Regions from separate parts of the Rattus norvegicus genome. Here region 2 is linked to region 1. Evidence: chromatin contacts called from public Hi-C data. All regions are on one chromosome and are shown on one strand. The core of a region is the stretch at or near the end of the contact, and the rest is flanking DNA. Distances in the headings are between cores, read along the strand shown.

Region 1 (7,052 bases), core at 3,925-6,424:
TACATGGCGAGATCTTGTCTCAGAAGACGAAAAATTAAAAACGTAAAGATCGGGGCTGGCATTGCGTCTGAAGTGGTAGAATGCCTGTCTGTCATATGTGGGTTTGGGTTGCACCCCCAGCACCTCATCAAACCAGTTTTGATGGCAGACTTCTTATGAAGTAGAGGGAGAGGACCAAAAATTCAAGGTCATTCTCTGTTACAGAGCAGGTTCAAGGCCAGAATATAGGAGATGCTGTTCTGAAGAAAACAAGAATTGTTGCCTAGTTTATTGTCTGGTTGTAGGGGCTGGAGAGATGGCTCAGCGATTAAGAGCACTGACTGCTCTTCCTAAAGGTTCTGAGTTCAATTCCCAGCAACCACATGGTGGCTCACATCCACCTGTGCTGGGATCCGATGCCCTCTTCTAGTGTGTCTGAAGACAGCCACAGTATTGTCTGGTTGTTATTTAAATCATGTCCCAATTGCATGCAATACCTAGTGTAACACAATTACATTGTAGTGTAACAGTTACATTGTATCATTTAGGAACTAATGAAAATGAAAACAATCACCTAAACCAATGTGATACAGGTACAGTTCTTTAGTTTGTATATGAAGTCCTGTACAAAGCTGGTCTAATCCTCTAAACGCAGAATCCCCAGATAAGGAGAAACAACTGGACCTTCCATATGGGAGAGTAAAACACACACACACACACACCAAATGCAAGTAATCAATCCAAAGGCAGGCAGAGAAGGCACAAGAAAAAAAAATGATGTATATCAGGAAGGGCCAGTTTCCCTCATACTTAAAAAAAAAAAAGTCCCTGCCAAAACAAGGAGAGAGAACGATAGGGAGAGAATGAGTAGTTGACAGAAAAAGAATCCTACAGTTGCATATCTGGCATCCAAGGCCCTTGGTGACATGATGTGGGGTCTAACTGTCTTGAATAGCCCTGCCTCTCTAGGTCTGCTGTGGTGCAGATAGATGCCCTTCTCCTTGAACCAGCCCCAACTTGCCACCTGCAGCTTCCTTGGTGGACACCCTGCGTTTTGACATCTCTGGTAACCCAGGGTCTCCATTGCAGTGTGGGTTTTACCTGCCCAGCTTTACACAGCCTATTCTTTCGGGAGCTTCCTGAAACATTGGTGTAAGAATCCCTTAATCTACTCGCTCTTGTGTCTCACACTCCTGCAAAGCCAGCACCACACAGAACACCAAGACTCTGCTGTCCATTTGAGACGTAGCCTGGCCTCCCTGGACAGCGACTGCTGCTCTGGGCAGAGGTTTTCCTTAGGGGGAGAGGGGTACCATTGTCTTCTACCTCGTCGGTTGCTCTCTTTTCCTATGAAATGTATTGTTCACCTGGAATTCCCAATGGGTGGCATCTTACCTGCAAGATGGCTTTTCTTGTGATCCTAGTGCAAAGTCCCTGGTTTCTTTTTAGTATTCTAACATCTGTAATGTCCTTCACCATACAAATTAATCCTTACTTCCCTCTCAGCCTGCTCAGATTCTCAGGACACAGGCAGATCCTTTTGCCCGAGGATAGCACAAATGACCTTTAGCCAACTTCCTAATCGAGTTGTTCCTCTCTGAAGCTATAGAGGACAGTCTACTGCCTCTATGTCTGGGAACGCTGTTTTGGTCTTTAACGCTTTAGGCGCCTTATAGGCACGTAAAAGCTTCTATAACTAACGGCTCCAAAATCTTCCACATTCCTCCTGAAAACCATTCCTAAGGCTTAGGAACCACACGGTCAAGTTTGTAACAGCAAAAGCTACACTTGTTGCAAGCTTTCTATTTTAGTTACTTTTCCCCCTGTTGTAACCAAATACCCAACCGGAAGCAACTCAAAGGAGAGAGTCATCTGGTTCACAGTATAAGCAGTTCTAATTCATCGTGGCGGGAAGGCATGGCCTTGTCAGAGGTGGCTACAGTAATGTCGCAAGTGTTTGCATGTCCACAGTCATGCTGTGCAGCTATGTGAAAAAGCAAGAAGATTTTCTTTGGTTGGAAGGCTTCTCAAATTTATTAGGCAGCGAAAGAGTTCAGTAGAGCAGGACTATATAGTCTACCTCTTGTCTAAAATAATCGAGAAATACGTTTGGCCAGAACGGTGGTGTCTGTATGTAGTCCTAGCATTTGGGGAGCTGAGGCAGGAGGCTTTCTCAGGTTCAAGCCAGCCTGGGTTATGTAGCCTATGTCACATAACTATAATGGAGAGACGGCTGAGCAGCTGAGGGCTGCTACTCTCACTGAGGGTTCACTTCTCCACACCATGCAGGGTAGCCCGTAATTATCCATAAGACTTTTTTTTTTCTTTTTTTCAGAGCTGGGGACCGAACCCAGGGCCTTGCGCTTCCTAGGCAAGCGCTCTACCACTGAGCTAAATCCCCAACTCCAACTTTTTTTTTAAGTATTATTTATTTTATGCATATGAGGTACACTGCTGCCATTTTCAGACATCAGAAGAGTGCATCCGATTCCATTACAGATGGTTGTGAGCCACCATGTGGTTGCTGGGAATTGAACTCAGGACCTCTGGAAGAGCAGTCAGTGCTCTTAACCACTGAGCCACCTCTGCATCCCCCGTAATTATAATTCCTCCGACCGCTTAGGCACCCACAGGCAGCAGTGCACACATGCACATTCCCACACAGAGACACATAGTTGCCTTTTTTTAGATTTAATTATTTAATAATTAAGTTAACCAAATGCCTATTGCCTGTTCAACATTTAAGCTAAAAAAAAAAAAAAAAAAAAAAAAAAAAAAAAAAAAAAAAAAAGAAAGAAAGTCTTCTTAACTAGGGATTGATACCACAGCCGAGAGAAGGTGAGCTGAGAAAGTCCTGAGGAATAAGGAAGGACTGGAACCAGGAATTTGGCTACTTTTTAAAACTTTTTTAAAAGACAGAGTGGCTCCTCCTTCTAACTCGATATGTAGCTGAGGATGACCTTGAACGTCTGATCCTTCCCCGCCTCTCTGCTTAGAGGACAGATGTGCACTCTCACACTAAGCTCCTGCAAGTTTAACCGCAATTGTAACCAATCCAGGGCTACAACGGGGCAACATCTGCAGCTAATTCCTACTCATCTCTCACTAGTATATATATGTACGTCATATATAGTGTGATTTAATTGGGTACTTCTGAGTTTTGATCGCCTCAATATTGATCTCTTTCAGGTGTGAGAGCAGAACAGGACTTACAGACTGAGCAGGATGCCTTCAAAGGGCACCGGCTCTGCCGTTGGTCTCCTTAGCTTGTATCTTGTGGGTAAGTGCTGCTTTTTCAGCACAGTTGTTAGAGGAGAAAGCCTGTGTCCCTGTCATCACAGAGAGCCCTGGTGTGGAGCAGCAAATCGATGTCCATATCTGGAGGACCCAGATCAGCGAGGCCAGCATCAGGCATCCATGGGCGTCTGTCTGCCCCTCAATTTTAGCTCAATCAGAATGCTACAAACTAAGCTCATACTCCGGAGACTACCTCATTTATAATTCAAAGGGCGGCTGCTCCACATACCCTGAATCTCACCCACAGTGGGGCTTAGAAGGTGACTGTCCCTTATCTCTCCCCATGGAGACTAAATTGAAAATCGATCCCTAAACTTCAATTTATGTATTTCCCTTTTTTTTAGCCCTCATCTTTTCTACAGTTGGATTTCTTTCATGTCCTTTCTTCTCCTCCCTCTTAACTGCTTTAATTCCACAATGTCATCTCTCCCATACATTGTCTTTAGGGGATTCAGGAGTATGACAAATGTCTCAGTGTAGGTATACATGGATAATGTGCCCCACCCACTCCCTGTAAGTCATTGCAAGATCGGGAAATAAATGACCCCTCTTGCCCGTACCTACTCCAAGGGGACAGCACTCACTAATTCCAATCTCAAATACCCTCTTTTTTTTTTTTTTTTTTTTTTTTTGGTTCTTTTTTTCAGAGCTGGGGACTGAACCCAGGCCCTTGCGTTTCCTAGGCAAGCGCTCTACCACCGAGCTAAATCCCCAACCCCTCACCTGCTGTTCTTGTTAGATATCTTTACTTCAAATGTATTAATTATCAGCATGCTTATTTATACTCTAGGAAATGTGTTATACAACTGCTTCTCAGACACTCCCTCAACCCATCCGACCCTTGCTCTTTGTGTCAAGTCCCAGAGGTCTCACTTTACGTCTGCCCCAAATGCCACCTTCAGATCACACATGTGTCGGCCAAGAGCACCCATGTTCTCCGCAGTATCTGTGTTAGCACGAGAAAATCTCAACATTAAGTAGCACGTGTATGTCAAAGAGCCTTACACTTAGAGTAATGTTGATAGTCCGGGCCCAGAACAAACCTTGTTGTAATCTGTTTTGCTTCCTCCTAGTGTGTGTGAGCCTACAGTCTAACTCATCGTTTGCTTTTGAAGGTAAGAACTGTTCTGAGCTTGACTAAATTTGATGTAAGAGTCAAAGTGTCTGGCTAACAGAGAGGAAAGGGGGAAGTGTGATTTCTGACCCCAGATACGCTGGCCAGTTTATTGGAGTCCTTTCTAGGCTGAAGAGCAGAGGGTTTTTCATTATTTGTGTCACAAACTATCATAGAGGGGAAAAGAAAAAACCCAGAAAACCACTAGTGATCACTAGGAGGAACCAAAGCTTTTAGTCTCATTAATAAAAGAATGAAGAGACAAATTTCTCTTTCATGTCTAATCTTCTACATACTGGTTTCAGGTAAAGGAAAATAAATTTCTCTAACTGAAATTCTTTCTCCTTTGTATGACCAGGGGAATAAAAGTGCAGTGTGGATTTGAGACTGGGGAGGGATGGAGGGGGAGGGGGGAAGGAGTGAGGGAAGAGACTCGGGAGGGAGGGAGAGAGAAAAAGGGAAAGATAGAGGAGAGAGAAGAGGAAGGACACTGGGAAGAATGGGGGGAGGGAGGGGGGAGGGAGGGGGAGAGGGGTGGGTGGCAGAGCAGTTTGCAGAGAAGAGAGAAGGAACAGGAGAGTAGAAGAGCACCCCTGGTCCAAAGCCAGCTTGATTATTTTGGTTCCCTGAACTCTAACAGTCGATGACAATTGGAGAAGCCCTTTGTCCAGTGGTTACAGGGTGCGGGCTTCCTGTTTGTTAGCTTTCCTGCCCTGACAATAAGTTGTCACTAATTAACTGAACTATTTCATTTCCCATGTCCAGAAGATTTCCTTCCTGCACGGTCTAGATGCCAGAATGCTTTCACAAGGGCTTGCCCAAGAGACTGAGCTCATCTGAGCTCCTAAGGGGAGAGTAATCCTGAGTTCCAAACCTCATCGTTTCTTCTTTTTACCTCCTGTTCTTTTTAGAGTATCCAGATGAACCTTGCACTATAAACCTGATATTACGACATTTCCGACTGATTTTATCCTGGGAATTACAAAGCCAGTCCAGCCCACCAACCAACTACACACTCTGGTACACAATCATGAGGTCAGTCAGCACGAGCTTCTCTTCTTTCTTTCTTACTGAAGAGGCCACCTCTCTTCCTAGTACATGATTTCTCCTCTCAATAAACATATTTCCCATCCCAGAGTTTTTAAAGTTAATTTATACATTTTGGAGGGATGTCTATGTGTAAGGGATCATGTGTGAGTGTGCAGAGGCCAGAGGTTGACACTTGGTAACACTCTCTGCCTTATTTTTTTGACACACTCTCGATCACTGGGCTTGAGACTTTTGCTAAGTTAGCTGGCCCACGAGCCCTATAGTCTGGCCCTCCAAGGCTGGGGTCACAGTGCAAGCTTCCCTGCCTTCTTTCTGTGTGGGGTTCAAACTCAGGTCCACTTTACTAAGTCAGCCATCTTTCCAGCTTCGTTCTTTGTTTTTTGTTTTCCAGTTCATAAAAGGCCAAAGTCAGAACACCTATCCTTTCTTAGTTCTTAATTTAAATTCTCCTGTAACCCAAAGCTATTGGGGTGGGGTTGGGAGGGACAAGGCTTGTGTTTAAAAGCCAAAGCCTGGCAGTCGGCAGTTTGCACAGTGACTCCCACTCCTCGGTCACTCTAGCATTCAAAAGACCTCCTTTTCATCAGGCTCCAGGTCTCTTGACCATATTGATAGTTAGACATGTTATATACTCCAGAAAGCCCTGCTTGATGAGCTCAGGCCACTGACAAGCCTAATATTTAGCCCAGAGTTTTGTCTCCACCTCAGCATTGCTATAGGTGTAAGTGTGGAATTAGTGGACCATCTTGGTCTTTCACTGCCCGCAAACAACAGCGGCTCTCCCAAGTCCTTGCTTTGCTCAGTAGCTGTTTGGAAAGACTGTGTCTATAAGCCCTGAACCCCAAAACATCCCTTTCTATTATATGTCGGACCTCTGATCGTTAGGCTGGCCAAGAGAGGGCAAGGGTGTCCTGTATCTTTTCCTTTCTCCTGCTAAGTCTTACTTTTCCTCTGCCTGTTGATCACATATCATTAACTTACCCATTCTGATCTCATCTATGTTGCTGTGATAAAATACTCTGGCCAAAAGGAACTTGGGAAAGAAAGGGGTTTCTTTGGATTATGGTTCACAGTCCATTGTTGAGGGAACTCAAGGCAGGAATTTCAGACATCACCTCAGTCTGGAGCAGGGAGGATAAATGTCTGGCTCCCTGATTGCTCCCACCAAGCAAATCACCCGGCTAGCGTTCCGTATCCACATAGTCTGATGTCCAATCTATGGACTGCTGCCAGCTGTCCGCAGGGTGAGACTTCCAACCCCAGTCAACAAACAAGATAGTCACCTGCAGCCATGCCCACAGGTGAGCTCCATCTAGATAACTCTTCAACCCTAGGTTCTCTTCCCAAGCTCCTGTTCACAGTTGGAACTAGCCAACACACTCGCTTACCTCCCCAAGTTTGGTGAATCAGATGTCCCTGATGTCCCTAAATGAACACAGTTCTGACTTAAGATGCAAGACTATCTGGCCTTTAGCCAGAGACACATCTCAGAGAAAGCTCTGCTAATTATCCTAGAGTGGGAGGGAGGTCTGGGGCCTAAGCCCAGAAAGCCCAAACCCAGGGTTCGTTTGTTCATTCATTCATGCATTCATTCATTCATCATTCATGCATT
Region 2 (6,564 bases), core at 1,198-3,697, 98 kb after region 1:
TGCCATCACACAGAGTCCAACAAATTACAGAACCTTACTAGAGAATACTCTATAAACGTCTAAAGTTCTGGAAGACAGAGAAATAGAATTTCTAAATGCGTACCATCTACCAAAATTACAGCCAGAAGCTCTAAATAATGTAGACAGATGCACCACAAATCATGAGACAGAATGTCAAATGTCTCCCTGAAACCTCTAGCAGACCCACACCTTTAATCCAAGGCAGCAGATCTCTCTGAGTTTGACGCCAGCGTTGTCTACCCAGCAAGATCCAGGATGGCCAGGGCAGTGTACTGAAACCCTATCTCCAACATTTAAAAAAAAAGTCTCACGACTTTGATCCCAGGCAGGGGGATCTCTGTGATTATAAAGCCAGCCTGATCTGCAGATCAAGTTCCAGGTTAGCCTGGGCTACACAAATAAACCCTGCCTCAAAAAATAAATAAATAAATAAATAAATAAATAAATAAATAAATAAATAAATAAAATTTTAAAAAAAGGAGGAAGAGGAAAGAAGGAAGAGAGGAAGAGACCTTAATTTAATTTAAAACCTGAAACTTGTAGACAAAAACATAGAGAATACTGACCAAGACACTGGGGAGGCGAGAACTTTCTGAACAGATAGGACTGCATGAAATTGTAGAGCTTCTGAACATCAAGCAAAACTATCTGTGCAGCACACAGGCTACAGGGTGGGAGAAAAGCCTGTCCAACTATACCTCAGACAAGGCTCTGATTCTAGAATTTATAAAGAACTTCCCGAGATGAAGGAAATGAATCTACCAGAAACAAACGGACCAATAAACTGAACAGTTTTCAAACACTGAAATACACACCCAATAACTATCTGTGAAGTATTCAATGTCCTGAGCCATCAGCAAAATGCACAGTAACACTGCTTTGACATTCTATCTCGCCCTAGTCAGAATAGCTGCCAAGAAATCTGATGAGTGTTGGTAAAGACGCAGAAAAAAGGAACTCTTACTCACTGCTGCCTGGGTGCAGATTAATAGTCATTGTGGAATTCATTTTGGAGGTTCCTCAAAAAACAACTCCCATATAACCCAGCTATTTCACACATATGCACTCACCAGAGAACTCCACACCCTAACACAGAAGTATCTGCACCCCTCCCACGCTTACAGCCGTTTTACTCACTGTAAGAAGGAAATGGATTCAAACTAGTTGTCTATCCACAGAAAATCCAGTACATATAAAAATGGAATATTATTCAGCTCTAAAGAATAAAATTACAAACCTTGCCCAAAAAATGAATGAGCTTAGAATGAATAATATTAAGCCTCTGGGACGGGGGGTGGGGGGGGAGGTACGGGGGTGCGGATGTTCTTCATATATGGGTCCTGCCTAGGCCTACATGTGTATAATCAAGCATGTGCACGAGCAGAAAACGTGTTGTAGAACAAAAATGAACTAAGGAGTTCACACATATAGAATATCTTAAGTCCAGTGAATACACTCAAGGTATAACACATTTCCAGTGTAAAGTCCTTAAACGGGTACTGGCCACATATGATTCCATGAGAGGCTCTTTATCTTACTGTGAGACCCAAATTTTAAATTGTTTGCAATGAACGTTCTTATAGAATGTAATTCTAAATACGACTAAATGCAGTATATTTCAGTCTTTCAATAGGAATTTTAGCTATTCAGATTGTAGATGTTAAGTTTGTAAGAGGTATGTTCAAAGTATCATAATTTTCAAAGCCCCAAGACTCCCTGGGAATGCTGATTGGTTCCTGAATTTCAAAGAGTACCATGCCAGAAATTTGAAAACACTGAAATCTCTTTTCATCTGGGGACTGTATTTTTTTTCCACTGTTATAAATCTATATTGTATCATTGTTGATAGACATGCTCTTTTAAAAAAGGTGAATTAAGCAACAAATAAGTTTCTTTAGAAGGCAGTAATGATAGAATTAAGGGGCTAGAAAGAGGGCTCAGTGGTTTAAGAGAGCGTGCAGAGGACTGGAGTTCAAACAGCTCCTAAGAACCATAACTCTAGTACCAGGGTATCTGCGCTCTTCCGGCCTCCATGGGTACCAGGTACGCATGTATGTATGGTGCACATACATGCATGCATGCAAAACACTCAAGCATACAAGACCAAACTAAAAACACATTCTTTAGAAAAGATTCAAATGTTGCATAATTCAAAACCCAAAGTGCGAATCTACAACACCAAACCATCGCTTGAAAACAAGGAATCAAGTATAAAAATCCTGTGGAGTTGAGATAAAAGTGTCGCCGGCGCCTTCCCGGTCCCGGGGTCCTTTGATTCATGGGCTCCAGAGACGCTGACATCAGGAGTTAAGCAACCCCTGGCGCAACGCCTCGGAAGCCTCGGGACAAAAACAGGAAACTGAGCCGGGGGAGGGGCTGCGCAGGCGCACTAACTGCAACCCGCTTTCCTCTCAGGAGTCTAATAACTGTCGGGTGCGGTCTTTCCGGAAGTGTGGGTAGAGCGTGGCAGGGGCCTTCAGGGTCCGAGCTCAGAGCACCAGGACTGGACCGCGCCCGGTACTTTCCGAGCCGCTCGCTCGCGGAGAGGGCGGGGCGTTGGTAGAGGAGGAGTACCGGGCGGAGGGGGCGGGGCAGAGGGGCGGGGCGTCAGGAAGAGGGCCTAGCTACCCTGGAGTCATCTTCAGCTCCGCTGTACTGCTGAAGAGGAAGATGTGAGCAACGGGTCCGGCCTCCCAAGACGATGCTCGCTGTCGTAGGCGCTGCGGCCCTGGTGCTGGTGGCAGGGGCGCCTTGGATGCTGCCCGTAGCCTCAGGTGAGCCGAGGGCCCTGAGCGAGGGCCGGGCTGCGGGGAGGGAGAGCTGGAAGCGGGTGAACGGAGTCCACGCGGGGTCACCCCGACGCCCGCCTGCGCGCTCCAGCCTGAGGACGCTGACCCGGGCCCGAGCCTTGGGGCGACTGGAAGGTGGGAGACCAGACATCAGCAATGCGCTTCCCAACCTACTGCCTTTAGTCTCAGGCTGACGGAGGAGAGAGTTGAAGGTGCCCCTAACGGGCCCCAAATCGCAGCTAACAAAACAATAACAAGTGAGCCAGGAAACCACGGGGCTAGTTTGTGGCATCAGGAGACTGGCGACTAAGGGTGATAGACAAGAGAGATCTTTTCATAGTGATGTGAGGAACCTTAAAAAGACGACCTAGCCTCACTCGTGTTGTTAAGTTCCGATTACTCTTAGAAATCGGTAGGTACATCAGGGAGGTAAGTGATGCCCCAAGTCTCACCCTGAAGATGGCCCATTTCTGGCCAGACATGCACATGATGTACGTGCAGGCAAAGTGGTCACACACATAAAAATAAATCTGAAAAAAGAATATTATGAACAGTATACTGTAACTGCTACAAATGCTCTTGGGTCTTTTGTTAATCTTATAAGCACAATTGCTGCCCTTTCTGCACAGAATTTGTAAATAACAACAGTTGGGACGGGGATCAAGCTAAGAGGATAAGGATAATAAGGTAGGTTCAGTTTGGGGATGAAATCAAAGGCTCTGTTCAGGGTTCGTGGAAATGTGGCTCAGTAGTAGTGTGGACTTAGCATAGACAGCACTAAGAATCTGAAAAGAATGGGAAGACTTGATGGACGATAGCTCCTATTGGCTGAAAAGAAAACATTCAGAAAACATCTCAGATGTCTCCTCAGTGTCTAACCAGAAACAGTCTATAAGCCTCTGGAGTAGAAGCTGCCAGGTCATCTGACATGATTGTCTGATGCAGAAGTTTTCAAAATAGGAAGTAACAACGGAGTCAGACATAAAGTTAAAAGACATTTTTTACAGTTATAGCCTAGGACCTGGAGAGACGGCTCAACAGGTAAGAGCACCTGCTGCTCTTGTATAGGGACATGGGTTGGCCCCCAGCACACACCTGGTAACTTGCAGCCTTCCCTAACTCCTGCTCTGTTCCAGGATTTGAGTAGACTCTTCTGACTTCCTTGTCTACAAGGCACATGTGGTGCACACACAAATAAATGCACAGGCAAAAACACTTCTACATACACAATACCTCTTAAAAAAAAGAGAAGTAGCCTATTAGGACTGGAGATGACACAGAATGGTAGAGTTCTTGCCTACAGCATGAAAGGCCCTAGGATCAATCACAGTGTAACAACAACCAAGATAAAAAGTAAAAATTTCAGCCTGTCAAGTGAAGAGCCAGCCATTTTATGAGGGAAAAAACTACAAGACATACGTGACTGTGCTTTTAAAGATCGTGTGGTCTGATTTGAGGTCTGTGCCTCGTAGCCAAGTTGGCCTTAAGTGATCTTCCTGCCTCAGCTTCCCGAGTGCTTGGATCACAGGAATTGAGCACCATACCCAGTAAAAAACAGGTTTTAGGGCTGTAGAGATGGCTCAGGGATTGAGTGTTCGCTGTTCTTGAAGAGGACCTGAGCCTGAGGACCCAGTTTGGATGCCTCACAACCACCTCCAGCCCTAGGAAATCCCAACATGATATTCTGGTACAAGAGGGCACCTAGAGATAGTGTACATATTACCCACACATAGACACATAAGCATAACTTTAAAACGTGTTTTTAGAACTTGCCTCTTTTTAGTATTCTAAGAATATGACTAGAGTGGGCAGTGTCTTGCTGAGGAGTGTAGAGAAGTCAACACTTGCACTGCCTTTGAAACGATTTTGGAGTTCTCTGGAGACTGCCAAAGGCATGCATCTTCAAGGGAAGACTTGATGAGCAGGCATGGCTGTATCAGTATAGGATAAAAAGGACTTTAAATCATCAACACAAAGGAATGACTCTGCTTTGAAGGGAAATTAACAACTTTATTCTGAAACATGAACAGCCAAAAATACACATGACCAAGAATACATGTTCAGGGGGGTTACATGAATTTTTGTAACCACAGAACAGAACATTCCATAAATACAGGGAGCAGTGAAGGACGTTTACATGGACGTATGTGTTAAAAGAGTGAGGGTACCTTTTCTTGGAAGACTGTGTGAATCAAGTCTACTCTCTACCTACTTGCCCTGGAAGCCTTAGGTCAGATTCAAAAGATCTCTGAGACAGCCTTTGTCCCAAGCCTCCCAGGGCCTGAGGCACAGGTGGGCCTGAGCTTTCACTCCTTTCAGAGGAAGAAGCTGCTAAACACGGTTGGTCCTTGCTTGAAGTGTCCCATGGTGATATCGCTTCTTTGGAAGTGTCTAACTCACACAGTTAAGGCTACAAGAGACAAGGCATTCTATATTAATAAAGGCTCGGTACAGCTAGATAACAGCAATTACAAATGTCCACGTGCCTCATGTTTAAATTGTATACCATCTGAATTACTGTGATGAAGTCTCTCTGTCCTTCCTGGGATGGGTAATTTTTGTCCAAGATATCCAAGTAACCAGTGAAATCGTAGGGATTATGTTCCAACACCCTCTTATGGATCTAGTAATATCCCCGTCACCCCAACACCAGTGTGATCACAGTGTGTCATATTTATTTTTATCATCTTATTGGGCCTATTTTATTAAATGTTATCATAACTATGTACATATGTATGTAGGAGCGAATCAGTTAGAGCTGGACTCTTAACTGCAGTCTAAGGCATCCACTGGAGGTCTTGGGCTACAACTTTGACATCAGAGGAGACTGCTGTATCCTTTGCTATATTTGAATAAATTCTGTTGTGGGGCTGAAGATGGCTTAGTGATTGAGTAATTGCACTTGCAAAGAACCTGTGTTAAATTCCCAGCACCCATTTGGTGACTCACAATCACCCATAAGTACAGTTGTAGGAGATCTGACAACACCCTCTAACCTCCCTGGAGTACATACATGTAGGCAAAACATTCTCACACAAAACAGAACACATAAATCTAACTTAAATTTTTAAAAATAAAATTGTTATTTGTTGTGGTTTGTCCTGGAGTTATCTGTATTTTGATGCTAATTCCACTGCACCAAGGACTGCTGTCTAGTCAGTACTCAGGACTCAGGTGACTTCACCAGAACCTTCTCCCCATTGAATTTGTAATACAGGTGAGGGCAGGTACAGGATAGAAGGAGGCCTGTCATTGGACGAGAAGGAAGGATGGGCAGGAGAAAAGTTTGAAGGAAGAGAAGAAGACTGGAATGGAAAGAGGAGAGACAGGAAGACAGAGAGGGTAGCCACGGAGAAGAGAAAATGGAAGCTGATGTTAAGATCCCACTTTGTGTATTTACAGGTTGATATTAATGTTCTTTTTTTTTTATCTTTATTAACTTGAGTATTTCTTATTTACATTTCGATTGTTATTCCCCTTCCTGGTTTCCGGACCAACATCCCCCAACCCCTCCTCCTCCCCTTCTCTATGGGTGTTTCCCTCCCCATCCTCCCCCATTACCGCCCTCCCCCCAACAATCATGTTCACTGGAGGTTCAGTCTTGGCAGGACCCAGGGCTTCCCCTTCCACTGGTGCTCTTACTAGGATATTCATTGCTACCTATGAGGTCAGAGTCCAGGGTCAGTCCATGTATAGTCTTTAGGTAGTGGCTTAGTCCTGGAAGCTCTGGTTGCTTGGCATTGTTGTTCATATG

The links. Hi-C and Micro-C count contacts between places; a contact is called where the count stands out from the background.
Region 2: a contact with region 1 is called in a Hi-C map of liver, with 2.3 times the contacts expected there. The contact joins the promoter of Ifnar1 here to the enhancer-like site in region 1.

The regions. Positions count from the first base shown.
Region 1 is chr11:44,108,282-44,115,333 of GRCr8, forward strand. It overlaps Ifnar2 (interferon alpha and beta receptor subunit 2), which reads left to right. Exons shown (of 9, transcript NM_001426990.1): 2 at 3,169-3,259; 3 at 4,350-4,391; 4 at 5,302-5,425. The coding sequence starts at 3,205. Among named protein-coding and RNA genes, the nearest start is that of Ifnar2, 12 kb to the left of the region's middle. Within about 2 kb of position 5,175, at least 7 of the 93 cell types and tissues checked have an H3K27ac peak or open chromatin away from gene starts, as enhancers often do. A contact at or near this core is called in liver, where this site is marked.
Region 2 is chr11:44,209,322-44,215,885 of GRCr8, forward strand. It overlaps Ifnar1 (interferon alpha and beta receptor subunit 1), which reads left to right and starts at 2,448. Exons shown (of 11, transcript NM_001105893.1): 1 at 2,448-2,795. The coding sequence starts at 2,723.